Regions from separate parts of the Gossypium arboreum genome. Here region 1 is linked to region 2. Evidence: chromatin contacts called from public Hi-C data. All regions are on one chromosome and are shown on one strand. Each heading gives the region's core, a stretch centred on a gene start, on an enhancer-like site or on the middle of the called end of the contact. The rest is flanking DNA. Distances are from core to core; before and after follow the strand shown.

Region 1 (2,793 bases), core at 189-2,688, 160 kb after region 2:
TAATGGGAGATATATGGTATAAACTAAGTTGTCAGATTATTCTGACATCAGCACACCTCTAATCAAGTGAAAAATGTAAGTTCTAGCATGATGTTCAATATCTTCAAGTGCTGGATTCATTGGGAGATGCTTAAATCATCTATTTTACCATGTGACCTTAACTCAAAGTCTAAAGAAATCAGACTTATGGTTAGTAATGTCACATCTTCTAACGTTATTGTTACTTTTTATATAAGAGATAAAATGTATGAGTCTCGGGTCTCCATTAGTCAATCAGAGAGAGATGAATGTCGAAATGGACATAACTTTCCAAAGCTATCATTATTGAAATCAATGGCTATTAGGTGATGAATGATTCTACTATCAAGTGGATTTACTCCCATATTACTATGACAATGAACTATTAGAGAATCCTCCATTATTGTAAAATTTTGAGTGACATATCATTTTATGATTGAAAACATTTATTTAGAAAATCTTAAGTATGTATCATAGTATAAAATGTATAAAACGAATATTTTGGGTTTTCTAAAAGAAACTAATGAGTTGGATGGAATATTTATAGATTTTAAGGTTAGGTTCATTTAGAAGTTTTTTAAAGAGGTGGTGAGGTGTATTCAAAGTTTCGTTTCTCTTTTCAAATAATCGGATATAGATTACTATTTACATATTTAAAAAAACCATGAAGACCTTGAAACCTACGGATGTCAAGTTCTATTTAAGTGTTATCCACGTCCTTACAAAATTACATTATATTATTATAGTTTAAAACTTAAATAATTTATGGTGAACTTCATATCTATAGGTACCTTTTTAATCATTTCATAATGATTGCCTTGATTCTAATGGGATGCAAAAAGCTTGATGGCACATTACATATTACAAAACTCAAACCCTAAAAACACATTTTGAGAATTAACTTTTGAAGAAACCTATTTTAAGATTTAATTCGGGATAAGGCAACATTTAGTCATTAAACTTAGCAACTTTTCTCACCTTAATCCATAAATTTATTTTTGTCCACATTAGTTTTTAACTTGGAAAATTTCCCAATTTGGTCCCTAAAGTTGGATTCAATTAAGGTATGTCAACGTGACACTTTGAGATTATTCCACGTCGCTACTTGGATTTTTTTATTTTTTAATTATATATATTTAAAATTTTCAAGTGATGATATAGTACAATCTAAGAGTGTCATGTCATCACACCTTGGGATCAAATTGAAAAAAAGTTACCAAGTTCTGGGACTAATGTGGACCAAAAATAGTTTAAGGACCAAGTTGTAAGAATAGTTAAATTTAGGGACTAAAAATTGTTTTATCCCTTTTAATTAAATATTTTACAATATTTAAGTGGAAAACCCTAACTAAAGTATACGTGTCATGGGTCACTCGCCGAGATTTTCTATTATTTATTTATTTATGTCTTCTTCTTTTTACTATTTATCTTTATTTTCTAATTTTTTTCCCGTTACTACCATCATTCTGTTTTCTCTTTCTTTCTTCTCACTGTCTGTTGGAGCTAAACAGTATTGAAAGGCCCAATCCCAGAGGGAAAGGGGAAAACCAAATTAAACAAAAACTAATTTCTCTTACATTTTATTTTTTATTTTATAATTTTATAATTTATTAATTTTCTCTGACTGAAGCTACTAATATGAGCAGAGCGCTCCTCTCATGCCACTACCGGTTATGAATCCCAACGTGGAGCCACCACTTCCTGGGTTAGCACCGCCGCCACAACCGCCTCAGCCTCACCGTCCTTCTACCTCCTGTGACCGCCATCCTCAAGAGCATTTTACTGGCTTTTGCCCCTCATGCCTCTACGAACGTCTCGCTGTTCTCGAGCCTTCGTCTTCTTCTGCTTCTTCTTCTTCTCGGAAACCTCCCATCGCCGCCAGTACTTCAACCGCCACCGCTGCACTTAAAGCCATTTTCAAGCCTTCCGGAGGAGGTGGCACACAGTCCGGGTTTTTTCCCGAGCTCCGGCGAACAAAGTCCTTTTCGGCCTCGAAAAACGAGGGTTTCTCTGGTGTTTTTGAGCCCCAGAGGAAATCTTGTGACGTTAGGGCTCGAAACACCCTTTGGTCACTCTTTTATCAAGAAGCAACTGCAAACGGGAGGTCTTCTGAAGTTGCTGAAGCTGAAGCTCGAAATTTGGCTTCTTCGACTGTTGGTCAAGGTCCTGTTTTTGAAAGCAAAGAAGAAGACCAAACTGAGAGTGAAACCGATCACAATGACGACATAGTGATCGTAGAAGAACAACCGCCCAATGTGGCTGCTTCTGCTACGAATTTGATAGAAGAGAAAGTTGAAGAAATTGTGGAAGAATACGAAAAGGAACTGTGCCAAGAAGAGGAGCTGAAGCCCATGAAGGATCATATAGATCTTGATTCGCAAACAAAGAACGCTTCTGGACGAGATCTCAAAGAGATTGCTGGGAGTTTCTGGTCAGCTGCTTCAGTCTTCAGCAAGAAATTACAAAAATGGAGGCAAAAACAAAAACTTAAAAAGAGGGGAAATGGATGTGGGTCAGCGAGATTGCCAGTGGAGAAGCCCATAGGCAGACAATACAGAGAAACCCAGTCAGAAATTGCGGATTATGGGTTCGGGAGAAGGTCTTGTGATACAGACCCAAGGTTTTCCCTTGATGCTGGGAGGATGTCATTTGATGCACCAAGGATGTCTTTTGATGCAGCAAGAATGTCATGTGATGATCCCAGATATTCTTTTGATGAACCAAGAGCTTCCTGCGATGGATATCTGATGGGGAGAATGTTCCCAAGAATGCCCA
Region 2 (2,810 bases), core at 151-2,650:
AAAGAATGTTATGCATTTAGCTGCACCTGGTTACTGATTTTATTTTATTATATATTTTTTCAGGGCTGGGATGATCCTTATGTACCTCGTACTCATGAAGGTCTTCTGAAGTGGAAATATGCTCGGCTGAACTCTGTTGACGTTCTATTTGAGGTTGTCCTCATCTTCTTTTAATTGGTTTTTGTTGTTAAATAGGCTCTTTTTGGCTTTAAGAATTTGTTGATATTCATCGTTAAACTGAAAGCTTTATGTCTTGACAGATTGGTAGTGACGATCGTGAACAGCTTTTTCTGTTTGAACGGGGGAGAAAGAAGTTGATGGAAGGGAATAAAGTTGAATTTAGAGGTTGCCGTGAAGTGATTGTGTTTATTCCCTTTTTTTTGTTGTTTTATTTGAGATAAAAAATGTTAATTTTTATTATTCTCACTTTTATGAATTACTTGCAGATGTTCCAGATCCCCCTTCTTCTTTCTCTGGGAAAATTATAGAGTGTTCTTGGGATCCTGATGAACATGTGTGGGTCTATATGCGGATCAGGACAGATAAGTCGACTCCCAATGATATCAATACTTTTAGGAAGGTCCGACTCATTTGGTAATTTGACAAATAGTTAAATTCTTTCCTTATCTAATAGCAGAAAGTAAAAGCTATTTGCTTATGCAAGAACAGGTTATGCGAAGTATAAGGGATAACATCACAGAGGAAATCTTATTAAATGAGATAAATGAGATTATTCAGTTGCCCATGTATGCTGATAGAATAAGGATTGACAGCAAGGCACGCATGCATGCAAATGCAGCACGACGCAGGTAACCGAACAGCATGCTGGCTGGTGTGTAGTTGATTCTATTGAGGTATTGGATGCTTGGGTGTGCCTTTGATTGCATGCGTGGTCCAAGTTTCTGTTGGTTGCAACTTGAGAGTTATGTGCATACCTAAGCTGGTGAGGGCATCATGTAATTAGCTCTCTCTCCTGTTAGTCTTGTAGGGTGAGTTGTATGATCCTGGGTGGTACATTAGTTGAATAGTTGGGCCACATTCAGGTTGGAAACTATTTTTCTTACAGTCGTTCAGATGAAGAGGATTAGAATTAGGGTAACCAATGTATATTAGTGTATTCCTTTTTCTAGTTTCTCCCCTGTACTGATGATCCCTTGAGTAATATTAGAAGTAGCCATTTTCCTGTCTTCTGTGACTATTTTGCTGGGTTTTAAGTGATACTCTGAGTTGGGCCGAGTGGTAGTAATTGAAAAGAAGTTGATGAGCCGTTCGAAGGTAACTAAACTTGGCTATTCGTTTGGTTAGGTTGGAATTTACGTTTTGAATAACACGTACTTTGGACAAAATCAACTCAATAAGTGTAAATGGCGATTCTGTTAACATATGCTATTTTCACTCTTACTGATACAGTGCCAAACAAATGAAATAACAACTGCCACAATCAACCACCTTAATTTATTTTTTAATTGAAATGCGATTGATCTTAAAAATTCTTTTTATATCCAAAATAATTTTTTTTTCGGGGAATTGAATCAAATCAGTTGTTTTTAATTCATTGAATCATCGATTAAACAACAAATAAAAACTAACCAGTTGAATTCACCCCATTCAATCGCTACATCAGGGTTTATAATATTTTCTATCATCTTCTTTTCCCATTTCCAAATTTTCTTTCATCTGCAAAATAATATTCCTTAAATAGTTACGCATTTTTTTATTCTTTTCTCTCCAAAATTTCTGGAGTGAAAACCATCAGACAGTATGATATCCTTCGACATTAGGGTCGTTTGGTTTCTTTTCCTTTTGATTACTCGCTGGAGTTTCACTTATGGCCAGGACTCCAAAAATAAATTCCGTGAACGAAGGGCCACGGACGACGAACTTGGTTATCCCGAAATGTATGTTCGTTTCTACCTTCGTCGATCTTAATATTCTTTTTTTTTTCGGATTTGGCAATTGGATTCAATCAGAGGAGAGGAGCTGTTGTTATAAGAAAATTTATCATGTTTGAATGTGTAGGGATGAAGATGCCTTGTTGAACACACAATGCCCCCGAAATTTAGAACTTAGATGGCAAACAGAGGTCAGCTCTAGCATTTTTGCTACTCCGTTGATCACAGATATCAATAGGTGAAGTTTTAGTCTTCCTTTAAATTTTACTTTTTTCTTTTATTGCGTGGTGATCTTTTGATGTATTAAAATTTTATTTCTTTTCATTTCATTTTCCGAAATCTACTGATTTTATAGTAAATTAATCTTTTGTCATGATTTAGTTGACTCGATTGTGTAATTCTTAGTGACGGGAAGCTTGATATAGTAGTTCCCGCATTTGTTCACTACCTAGAAGTTCTAGAAGGTTCTGATGGCGACAAAATGCCGGGTACTAATCCTTTGTTTTCTTCTGCCCATGTTCGAATCAAATTTTTAAGATAAACTTGTTTATTTAGTTCTGCAATCTGTAGTAATTTTATTAAAGTTGATGTCTTTGAGTTTTCAATAATATGGCAGGTTGGCCTGCTTTTCACCAGTCAACCGTGCATTCTAGTCCTCTCCTGTTTGATATTGATAATGATGGTGTCACAGAAATTGCTCTGGCTACCTACAATGGCGAAGTACTTTTTTTCAGGTTATTTAATTGCTCACTATCTAAAATGCTCCTTTCCTAAGTTGCTACAGGAACTCGTGGTGGTGATGTTTGCATACTAATTTCTCCAAGTTTCTGCTCCTTTCCTAAGTTGCTACAGGAACTCGTGGTGGTGATGTTTGCATACTAATTTCTCCAAGTTTCTTACTTTTAGGATTTCAGGCTA

Evidence for each region. A called contact is a pair of places that touch in the nucleus more often than the background predicts.
Region 1: a contact with region 2 is called in a Hi-C map of leaf, with 3 times the contacts expected there. The contact joins the promoter of LOC108457757 here to the promoter of LOC108459003 in region 2. A contact is called at or near these places in 2 of 5 Hi-C or Micro-C datasets (both in leaf).

Annotation. Positions count from the first base shown.
Region 1 is chr4:108,105,249-108,108,041 of ASM2569848v2, forward strand. It overlaps LOC108457757 (protein OCTOPUS-like), which reads left to right and starts at 1,439. Exons shown (of 1, transcript XM_017756886.2): 1 at 1,439-2,793. The coding sequence starts at 1,677.
Region 2 is chr4:107,943,599-107,946,408 of ASM2569848v2, forward strand. LOC108459003 (protein DEFECTIVE IN EXINE FORMATION 1-like) reads left to right here and starts at 1,401. Exons shown (of 13, transcript XM_017758378.2): 1 at 1,401-1,898; 2 at 2,020-2,130; 3 at 2,298-2,380; 4 at 2,509-2,626; 5 at 2,799-2,810. The coding sequence starts at 1,762. It overlaps LOC108460788, which reads left to right. Exons shown (of 18, transcript XM_017760438.2): 15 at 64-153; 16 at 261-345; 17 at 447-580; 18 at 670-1,198. The coding sequence ends at 813.